Linked DNA regions of Mus musculus: region 1 is linked to region 2. A link is a contact called in public promoter capture Hi-C data. All regions are on one chromosome and are shown on one strand. The core of a region is the stretch at or near the end of the contact, and the rest is flanking DNA. Distances in the headings are between cores, read along the strand shown.

What was found. Promoter capture Hi-C pulls out the DNA fragments that hold promoters and counts their contacts.
Region 1: a promoter capture Hi-C map of the HPC-7 cell line shows a contact between it and region 2. The contact joins the enhancer-like site here to the promoter of Flnb in region 2. A contact is called at or near these places in 17 of 39 promoter capture datasets (the 3T3-L1 cell line, 3T3-L1-derived adipocytes, the C10 cell line and 11 more), 10 of 484 Hi-C or Micro-C datasets (the G1E-ER4 cell line, the HPC-5 cell line, Th1 cells and 4 more), 11 of 115 datasets of contacts at active chromatin or transcription factors (bone marrow-derived macrophages, embryonic stem cells, extraembryonic endoderm stem cells and 1 more) and 2 of 9 other capture datasets (adipose tissue and liver).

What each region holds. Positions count from the first base shown.
Region 1 is chr14:8,057,128-8,063,111 of GRCm38.p6, reverse strand. It overlaps Gm52100 (a long non-coding RNA gene), which reads left to right. Exons shown (of 3, transcript XR_003951032.1): 2 at 1-22; 3 at 153-2,624. Among named protein-coding and RNA genes, the nearest start is that of Gm52100, 3.4 kb to the left of the region's middle. Within about 2 kb of position 3,006, at least 8 of the 459 cell types and tissues checked have an H3K27ac peak or open chromatin away from gene starts, as enhancers often do. A contact at or near this core is called in the HPC-7 cell line, where this site is marked.
Region 2 is chr14:7,815,812-7,821,078 of GRCm38.p6, reverse strand. Flnb (filamin, beta) reads right to left here and starts at 3,122. Exons shown (of 46, transcript NM_134080.1): 1 at 2,636-3,122. The coding sequence starts at 2,927.

The DNA.
Region 1 (5,984 bases), core at 1,757-4,256, 240 kb before region 2:
GGCAGTAACTAGCACGCTTTTTGTGAGTACTGAAGCAGGAAACAGGGTGCAAGGGACCTCCCGGCATGGCTGAACCAGCAGAGAACTGGAAAACCTATTTTATGTGTTTATCAAAAACAACTCATATTCTTGGTTCATGACTTCTATTCCAGGTTTTCTGTTGACAGTGGAGGGAGTGGGGGCCATGTCCTCCTGCAAAACCTGCCTACTGTTCTTGAAAAGAACCCCCAAGACCAAGCTCTCAGTACAAAGGAGATTTATTTGCCCAGAGGGACAAAGACAGGAGGTAGAGGAAGGGGAAGAGGGGCAGAGGGAACAAAGAAGAGGGAGAAAGGAGACAAGGGAGAGGCCTAGGGGAGTGTTTGTTCTGGAGTGGGTCAAAGGACTGCTTTTGGATAGAGGGAGACAGACTAACACATAGGCAAATGGTGCTTTATAAAGAAAAACTGGGAGAGCCTGTTAGAAGGAGGTGTTTAATTTTAACTGGGTTTGTTAATTAGGTGAGCCAAAGAGGACTTGTGGGCTTCAGTACTTTGATAGTTGGACCTAGACAGTCAGCTCTAGGAGGAGGAAGTGGCTAAATTAGGGAATAGACCTTGGGGAGTAGCTTTCAGAATATAATCTAACAGTTTTTAGCAAGGCAGAGAGAATGGAGAGAAGGGCAAGGCCTGCCAGAGTCATGCTTGCAACGCTGGAGCTGGCCACAGTCCCTTCAGTTCTTCCAGTCAGGTAGGTGACAGCTCAAACCCTGCCACAAGGCAGATCCCTCTCCCCACGCCCCTCTGTGCTTTGGGACAGGCTTGCTCTGGTCACATGATCTTCTTGCCTCCTCCTTCCAGGTCCTATGGTTATGAGTATACACACTACACCTCCCCCACCCCCGGGGGAGGGGCTTCTAACCCTCACCAGGAAGAAATTCTATGTCCAGGAGTCAGCTGTTCCAAAACTGATCTGCAGGGCCTCTTTAGTGATTGATAGCAACCCATCTCTCACCACCCAGATAGAGACTCACCCCCTGCCCAGAGGCTGGGAACTCTTGGTAAATGAAGATCAGGATGCACAAACATCCACTGCCTAGTTCCTCTGAGAAACAGAACAGATTCTGTAGACTCTCTCTCCTGTTGAAGGACTCCCTTGTCTCACTTTACTTTTAGCTCCTGGAGGTGGAAGCTTAATTTTGCCCATTTTCAGCCGTTCTTTTCTAACGCATGCATTCACACCTGTACGTTTTCCTGATCAGTGCATCGGCTGCGCCTCACAAGCTAGAGGTCAGTTTTTGTATCTTTTCTAAGAACTATAGCGCATGCTTCTCTAGTCAACATTCACATCTCACCATGGATTTCCATTTAAACTATAAAAAACAGAAGCAAATGAAAAGGAGCAAACTGATGACTTCTGCTGTCCTTTTTCTTTTGCATTTTTAATAGGCTATCACTCTGAGACTTTAAAATAAACATCATTGTACTGATAAAACTTTCAAACATTTGTTAAAACAAGAATAAACCATACATTCATTTTCTTGTGTGAATTTGCCAAATATTCATGACTTTTTTCTTTTCTTTTCTTGGGTATTTTCTTTATTTACATTTCAAATGTTATCCACTTTCCTGCCCCCACCCCATCCTATCTCCCCTCCCCCTGCTTCTATGAGGGTACTCACCCACCCACTCCCACCTCCTCGCCCTGGCATTCCCCTACACTGGGGCATCAAGCCTTCACAGGACCAAGGGCCTCTCTTCCCATTGATGCCAGACAATGCCATCCTCTGCTACATATGTGTCTGGAGCCATGGGTGGCTCCATGTGTACTCTTTGGCTGGTGGTTTAGTCCCTGGGAAGTTCTGGTCTGGTTGGGTGATATTATTGTTCTTCCTATGGGGTTGCAAACCCCTTCAGCTCCTTCAGACCTTTCTCAAACTCCTTCACTGGAGACCCCATGCTCAGTCTAGTGGTTGGCTGTGAGCATCTGTTTCTGTATTTGTCAGGCTCTAGCAGAGCCTCTCAGGAGACAACTATATCAAGCTCCTGTCAGCAACCACTTCTTGGCATCTGCAATAGTGTCTGGGTTTGGTGACTGTATATTTGGTGGACCCCCAGGTAGGACAGTCTCTGGATGGCCTTTCCTTCAGTCTCTGCTATAACAGAAACTTGGTTGTATACACCTTTAATCCAAACCTTTAGGAGGCAGAGGCAAGTGGGTCTCTGTGAGTTCAAAGACAGCTTGGCCTCCATCAAATTCCAGGCCATCCAGGGTTATCTAATAAGCCCTCTGTAAACAAACAAACATTACTATTATATGGTGTTAATGATATGGTTAAACTAATTTCGACATTTGCACATCTTGTTGTCATACCAAACCATTTGTTTTTGATGTTTGTTTGTTTGTTTTGTTTTTAGTAGAGCTTAATATCTTGGCTCTTACTGTGGTACAAACCCAAAATAACAACTTTTAGACATTGGAGTTCATTGTAATAAGGCTGTACTTCAATGTCCCTCACATCACCAAAGGATTTTACCTCCATAGTAGCTAAGCTAAGAGTTGACAGTTCTGCTGCTCCAAAGAATGAATTGTAGGCATGATTATTTGGATATGTATTTCCGGCTATGGTCAAAGCTGTTTTTTTCTTTTTTTCTTTTCTTTTTTTTTGGCTTTTTGAGACAGGGTTTCTCTGCGTAGCCCTGGTTGTCCTGGAACTCATTTTGTTGACCAGGCTTGGCCTCGAACTCAGAAATCGGCCTGCCTCTGCCTCCCAAGTGCTGGGATTAAAGGCGTGCACCAACACCGGCCTGGTCAAAGCTATTTGACTTGAGTGATTGTCATTATTTTCAGCCTACTGGTGTTGGGCCTGATTTGGCCAGATACTGAGGCCTAGTGAGGAAGTCTGAGCCTTTACTCGAGTTTAGAGACCTGTCTTGTTCACTTCCATATTGGAGTGACTCAGCACAACCTGCTTAAGCCTGCCTCTGCCTAGCTTCCGCTGATGTGTCAATTTCTTATAGGCCCCGTGAGATCACCCCACACTTCTCGTCATCTCACCCTATACCCTCCGTCACTCTTCCCCATCCCCTATGTCATCTCACCTCACCAAAAATTCCCACCTCCTTCCTCAACCCTATATAAACAAAAGACTGATACAATAAAGCGAGTTTTGAGTTCCTGCTTTGACAGACTCCCTGCCTGGGTGTGTTTGGGGCCCTGACTGTCACCATCCCACAACTGACCAGGTTCTCTTCTCTCAGGCTAGACCTGCCGGGGAACAGGTTACATTCATTTTAGAAATGGTGTGTGTATTAAGATGATCTATCCATGAAGTCATTAATCAAATGTTTCAATGAACAATGGTTCTGCTTGAAGGATGGCACAGACTTTAGGTGAGGGCAAGATTCTGTTTCACTGGCTGTGATGAATTTGAAAAGCATTCATCTCAGAAAAAGAGTAACTTATAAGGTCCTCTTCTTGATTTATATTGATACAATATAAATATTAAGCAAGACATTCAGTCTCACTCTTTGTTGTTCTCTTACAAGCCACCTCCCAAGTTAATTGTCTACATTTCTTTTGGTTGTATAAATAATTTTGAAATATGTAAGCTGTTCTGAAAACCAAAGTATTGAGTAAAAACATCAAATAAACAATCCTACTAATAGAGAGGCTGAGATAGGAGAAGCATGACCTCAAGACCATTCTATGATGTATAGCAAGACACTGTCAAACAAGCAGAAAGTATATGGTTAGTACAACACTGGACCTATTTCTCCAATTACCAAATTAGAGAGACCACTGAATGACAGCCAACAGATTTCTATTTCCTCATATTTTTGAATTTCAATTAATTAGCATATGTTGGTAATATTAGTTTTAATATTAAGAGATATTAAGGAAAAGTGATCGTTACTTCCTGTATTTTTGTTGTTAGAGGTGGAATTATGTTTGTGTGGCTATCTTCTTCTTCTTTTCTTGACACAGGGTTTCTCTATGTAGCCCTGGCTGTCCTGGAACTCACTTTGTAGACCATGCTGGCCTTGAACTCAGAAATCCACCTGCCTCTGCCCCAAGTGCTGGGACTAAAGGTGTGTGCCACCACTGCTTGGCATGTGGTTATCTTCTTTTGAGTTTGTTGAAAGATTATTTTCTTGCTTTTTCTAGGGTGTAGTTTCTCTCCATGTGTTGGTGTTTTCTATTATCCTTTGTGGGGCTGGATTTATGGAAAGATACTGTGTAAATTTGGTTTTGTCATGGAATATCTTGGTTTCTCCGTCTATGAAAATTGAGAGTTTTGCTGAGTAAAGTAGCCTGGGCTGGCATTTGTGTTCTCTTAGGGTCTGTATGACATCTGCGCAGTATCTTCTGGCTTTCATAGTATCTGGTGAGAAGTCTGGTGTAATTCTGATAGGTCTGCCTTTATATATCACTTGACCTTTTTCCCTTACTGCTTTTAATATTCTATCCTTATTAAGTGCATTTGTTGCCCTGATTATTATGTGTCCGGAGGAATTTCTTTTCTGGTTCAGTCTATTTGAGGTTCTGTAGGCTTCTTTTATGTTCATGGGCAACTTTCTTTAGGTTAGGGAAGTTTTCTTCTATAATTTTGTTGAAGATATTTACTGGCTCTTTTTAAGTTGGGAATCTTCACTCTCTTCTATACCTATTCTCCTTAGGTTTGGTCTTCTCATTGTGTCCTGGATTTCCTGGATGTTTTGGGTTAGGAGCTTTTTGCTTTTTGCATTTTCTTTGACTGCTGTGTCAATGTTTTCTATGGTATCTTCTACACCTGAGATTCTCTTTTCTATCTCTTGTATTCTCTTGGTGATGCTTGCATCTATGACTCCTGATCTCTTTCCTAGGTTTTCTAACTCCAGGGCTGTCTCTTTTTGTGAGTTCGTTATTGTTTCTAGTTCCATTGTTAGATGTTGGATGGCTTTGTTCATTTCCTTTGCCTGTTTGTGTTTTCCTGTAATTCTTTAAGGGATTTGTGTTTCCTCTTTAAGGGCTTCTAGCTGTTGACTTGTGTTCTCCTGTGTTTCTTTAAGGGAGTTATTTATGTCCTTCTTAAAGTCCTCTATCACCATCATGAGAAGTGATTTTAGATACAAACCTTGCTTTTTCAGTGTGATGGTGTATCCAGGACTTGCTATAGTGGAAGAATTGGGTTCTGATGATGCCAAGTAACCTTGGTTTCTGTTGCTTATGTTCTTATGCTTGCCTCCAGACATCTGGTTATCACTAGTGCTACCTGCCCTGGCTATATCTGACTGGAGCCTGTTCTTCCTGTGATCCTGGTTGTGTCAGAACTCCTCAGAGTCAAGCTGTCCTTGTAATCCTGGGTGTGTTAGAGTGCCTGGGAGTAGATCTTCCTCTGGGTGTTGTGGAGCTGGCTGCGGACAGGAGTTTGTGCCCAAGGCCTGCTCAGGGCATCGGCCCAGACAGACCAGAAGGAACCTGTGCCACTGGTTTGGCGGAGTCCCTGCGTGCCTGGGTCCCGCTGGTGCCAGTTACTTCCAGTGTTGGGACAGATGTATCCTCCTCACCTCTGATCCTACGATCCTGACTTCTGCTTTTGAGAGATAATATCAGTACTCTAAAAACACGTGTAGGGGGCTGGAGAGATGGCTCAGTAGTTTAAAACACTGGCTGCTCTTCCAGAGGATCCAGGTTCAATTCCCAGCACTCACATGGCAGATCACAAATGTCTATAACTCCAGTTCTAAGGGATCTAACGCCCTCACTCAGACGTAAATGTCTGAAAAAAAAAAACTGTATGTGTAACAAATAGTTTTAAAAACCAGACACTTAGGATGATGGAGTAAATAGCTCAGCATTTACCAGCACACATCACTCTTGCAGAGGATCCAAGTTCAGATCCCAGTACCCATGTCAGGCAGCATACTACTCCTCCTGTAACTGCAGCTCCACTAGCCCCTGCACCCACCTTATTCTACCCTACGGAAAACCAGACACCGAAACATAATCACAGTAAATGTGCA
Region 2 (5,267 bases), core at 1,873-4,372:
GGAAGAGGAAGGGAGGCTGTATTGGCTCTCTGACACTAGAAAGAAATCCACTCGAAGTTCAAATTCAATAGCTTGGCAATCATGCATTCTGGGCTCCGTGGGCTTCCTAGCCCTGTTGCCTCTAGAATTTGGTTCATTTCTGTTTCCTGTCTTTTTAAGTAGGAAACACTAATACTAACAACAGCATCATTAACAACAGCAACTGCTTTCTAAGTAACATGTGGCAGCCTAGGACAGAACTCAACCCCTGCCTGACCCTCTAGGGGACTGTTAGAGAAGATCATTATCAGAAGGACATTAATTGATATCAATTGATTGATTATCCTGGCTATTCAATGGGAACAGTCAACAGAACATACAGTGGGTGGCCCTAGTAAAAACTGTCATGGCAAGCACAAGACAACACACGCGAACCAAGGTCCAAGCCAGATGACATTTTTTTTGGGCTGGTCATTACCTATGACATCTATCCCTAGGCCTAGGCTCCATTTCTTCCTGCAGCAGTCTGGGCCCCTGGCAAGATGGATAGGTCTCCAGAGGCTGGAAAACCTGTTTGCTGAGAGATCTTTCTGGAAAGCAATAGGGAGGCTAGGGAGGAGTTGTATGTGGTCACACCCTCTAACCTAGGAATACTACTCTGGGGAATATGATCCAAGAAGTATTTTAAAGAGACAAATCAAACAGTACAACTTGTGAAGGACTACTGACACAGCTGGCCATGGGTAACAGATGAATGGAAGATAACTGTGAGATGTTAGGCAATGGGGGGCTCAGGCCTCAGCAGGTTCGAGTGGAAATCATGAGGACCAATTAGAAAACTGTGAGGGACCACCAGGCAAGGCCAGAATGAGACCCACAAGCTTGGAGGAGCATGGCTGGGAGCAGCAGCCCACGAGTAAACAGCTAGTCAATTAGGAAGTCCTTGATTTTCTGGGGCTGTGATTTCTTTTCTTTCTTTTCTCCTTCTCCTTCTCCTCCTCCTCTTCCTCTTCCTCCTCCTCCTCCTCCTCCTCCTCCTCTTCCTCCTCCTTCTCCTTCTTCTTCTTCTAAAAGCAGTTCTGTCAGGTTTAACTCCTGGTTTAATTTAATTTTCTTTGTTGAGTTAATGAAATACATATAGCATTTAAAACAATGGATGAAGGCAAGTCCAGCTCAGCCAGGCAGGCTTTGAAAATCACTCTTCATAGGAAAGTAGAGTTCCTGTAGAATTCTGAGGTCCTCCCTCCTCAATAAAAGAGATGCCCACCCCCCATGTGATGCACCCCTGGCAGCTTCCTCCACTGAGAACCCACCCCTGGGAGGGAGAGCTTGCTGGGAGGCAGGCTGGTAGCTAGCGGCCTGGCCCCAGGAAGTAGCAAGCGCATCTACCTGCCAGCACAGGTGTGGGGAAAGTCCAGGGCGAGGCCAGGAGGAGGCTCAGTCCAGAGGGAACCCCTTTCCACTAGAGAAAGTCCCAGAAGCCACACCCACCTTCCTTCCTTTCTGTCACTGGAGTCACTAGAATGGCCTTGCTTCCTCAGGAAGAAACCTCAGCCCTAAGAATCCCTTTCACGAAGTGCACACATCCTCTACATAATACTTTGCACACCCACTGTGTACGGAAAAAAAAAACTTTCATAAATAGATGCTATATGTGCACACACGAATGCCTACGGGGGCAAACAAGTGAGCCCGGGCATAATACACACCTCCCTTGTCCATCACAAAACACATTCTCAAGAGCCCTGTTTTCTCTTTAGAAGCCTAAAGTACTCGAGGTCTTAATTCTCTCACCCAAGGCGGGAGGAAAAAAGCAGGACTCAAACTCTCTCAGGAAGACCCAGGAAAAGGGGGTGGGGACTGCTTTACTTCTAAGTTGGACCACATTGGAGGTGGCCCTGGGAACGTCAATTAGCCCGGTAAACGTCCCCTCTTCTGTAAAATGGGCCTAAGAACATCTCAGGCCACCGGACGTCAATAACTCAGAGAGCCACACAGCCAGCGCCAGTCAAGCCCTTTTCTACACACATTAATTATTATCAACCACTAAATTATCTCAACCTGAAGGAACCGGCCAGCGCTGAGCCAGAGCTAGGAAGTGAGGACATTCCCCTGTGACGCCCCTTCCAACCTCAGAGCCCACACCCATTCCGGTCTAAGAAGGGGAGGGTCTCAGGTCCTCGTCTCCACCTAGGTGGTGAGATCCTAAGCAAGAGAGCGGTCGCGGTCGCGTCCTAGGTCTCCACGCCCAGACTCGAAGCCAACGCCCTTTCAGCCGGGCGGGTCACTCAGCTCTAGGCGCACCTGGCTAGCGTAAAGTAGGGATTTGGTACTTGAGTCCACGGCGTTGTCATTAGGGTCAGCAGACGATTTCCCCAGCAATCCCAGGAGTTCCCGCAAATTAAATTCCAGGTGTGACTGGAAGGTCTGAGTGCTTAACCCACCCCAACACTGCAGCGGCACCGCCAGGAGCACCGTGTCGAGCAATCACGCCAGGTCCCAGCCCACAGATGGCACCGCGGAAAGGCCTATGTTCCTAGGTCCTCATCCCAGGACCATCTCCCCCTCCCTCACACCCGGGAAGCGATGCGCAGTGGGGCGCGCTGCCGGATACCCCCCGATTACTGCAAATTTAGGGCCTGGCCACAACACTCACCAATGGACACGAGCTTAATGCTTTCGTGGTCTAGGAACTCCAGAGCCACAGACACATTCTCCAGCTTCATCTGTCTGAAGGTGGGCCGCTGATGGTACTTGTGGTGCATGCGCTTCTGGCTGAGCACCTCGAGCAGCGCGATGAGCCGTAGCCCGTCGCTCAGGTCGGTCTGCAGGTTCCCGATGCGTTTATTCACACACTTGAGGTGCTCGTTGCACCAGCGCGTGAACGTGTTCTGCTGAATCTTCTTCCACGGCGCGTCCTCCGCCAGGTCTTTCTCCGTCACCGGCATCCTGGAGGCAGAGAGTACGCGGAAACAACGAGCTGCAGGGACTGAGATGAAAAGCCCCAAGGGCCCGGGGAAGGGGAACTGAGGCAAGTGGGGAGAGGGTTAGAAAGCGCTGCTATACTAGCCGCAACAGGATCAGGACTGCCTTCGTCCGTCCCCGGGCGCGAAGTAGCCTGGCCTGGCGCCTGCGCGCTACGCCGCCCCGCCCCCGAGGCTCCGCCCCGTTTCTACCCTATAGAAGCGAACTCCTTAGCTGCGCTCGCCCTCTACGGTCCAAAGCCTGCATTACGCCGGAGGGTAGGGTGGGGTGGTGCTTCCTAAGTATCCCCAACCTGATGTACTGCCCAGCAAGGAGAAAGTAACTTGGGAAAGGCCTAGAATAAGGGCACACGAGGAGGCGGGGGACTAGCCTAGAAGGAATGGTTGCGTCAAGAGGGAATATGCCACCCATCTATAGGTTCAGTGAGAGGAAAGTGTTTTTCTCAGAGTCTGCACGTAAATTAGACACGTTGATTTCTAAATGAAAAGGAACTCAGAGCTGGGCGTGGTGGCGCATGCCTTTAATCCCAGCACTTGGGAGGCCGAGGCAGGCGGATTTCTGAGTTCGAGGCCAATCTGGTCTCCAGAGTGAGTTCCAGAACAGCCAGGGCTACACAGAGAAACCCTGTCTCGAAAAAACAAAAACAAAACAAAACAAAACAAAAAAGAAAGAAAGAAAAGGAACTCAGCCTTAAAGTCCAATACCACGTCCATCTGAGTAGCAGTAGTGAAAACGAACTGTTTTCTATGGCTATTAGAAGTTTTTTGCTGGTGTAACACAGATTTCCTGTCTTGCATGTCAGTAAGTTAGATGTCCCGTCTGGGGTTCATTGGCCCAAGGCATTTCTTGCTGGAGCTTCTGGGAAATAATCTGCTCCTTTGCCGTGCCAGATTCTAGACGCTAGGTGCATGTGTTGGCTTACGATGCCTTTCTTGTCTTCAAAGCCGGTAAAACAAGGCACAGATACCTTTTTCACCCTGTCATCTCCTCAGTTCTCCATAGTCAGGTCTTCCTAGAACTCTCTTGAAGACCCTGTTGACTGTATTAGGCAAATTGATTAGTCCAGAAGATCTTGTTATGTTTTATTTTTTTTAACTATGATGGCCAAGAAAGGGCCGGATAAATGGGTCATGGCACCTACTGACCGGTGTCCCTCTTCTCTTCCCTTTGCCTGAGAATTCAGTTCCTTTCTCTCCACATCCCAAGCCTGGTAGCCCTCAGCTCAGCTTGGCTGTCTCCCCCCTGGCCCCCCAGTGTCGAGGAGCAGATGGAGATCTAAGGTCTCGAAGAAACTGAAGATACGTGTCTGACATGAATGATATCTGTTCCATGCTGGTCTGCATACCCCAGCAAGAGGTCTAGAGTGATCTCAACTACAGCTGAGTACCTGGTGTAGAATTGCCATATGAGATGTAGACGACAGATGAGTGAGTGGGTGAATGGATGGATGTGTGCTTGCAGACTGAGGGGGGCAGCCTTCATCCTGCATGCAGAATCAACTGGGGTGTGGGACACCCATCGTGTGAGACCTACAGCCTGACATTTCAGGCCTGAAGAATCTACATCCTGTCCCTGCCCTGGGTGGGGTGTTTGCTCTACTCATTTCCACAAAGCAATTAACTGCAAACATATCAATCCAAGGAGATTGATACTAGAAAGCCCAACAGTCCTTCCTGCCTTATAAGGAAGCTCTTGTCACTGACCTCTGCTGGTTCAGGCTCCCAGTGTCTGCTCTCATTCCAGCTTTTATACTTTCCTTTGGTATGGAAGAAACAGTAATAATACTAGGAGAACACCTCACAGTTTATCTTAGTGACTTAGCTTTCTGAGTCCTTATACACCCAGGGAGCGAACCTGGATCCTTAACTTCATTTTCGTTTGCTTGCCATTTTCCTTGTCCATAACATCAGATCTAATTATCTCTCCAGATTGAACTCCTGAGAGTGGGTGTGGGGGGACCTTTGCCACACAGAACTTGGCTCACTTACCCCTTCCTCCTGGAGGGAAACGTCAGCTATCTACAGGGTGTCACTAGACCATGCAACCGTACAGTCGAGTACAGAACAATAGGGCAAAGCTTCTGGTCCTATATAAATACAGGTTGTATATGTGTATATAATTACCTGTCGGTGCATAAAATACCTCTGGGATGATTCATAAGCAAACAGTAACCAAATTCATAGCCAACATTACGTTGGCGAGACAGAGTCCTTATACACCCATTTTCTTTCTTTTCTCAAGATTTATTTATTGTATGTATATTTATTTATTTAATGTCTATGAGTACACTAGCTGTCTTCAGA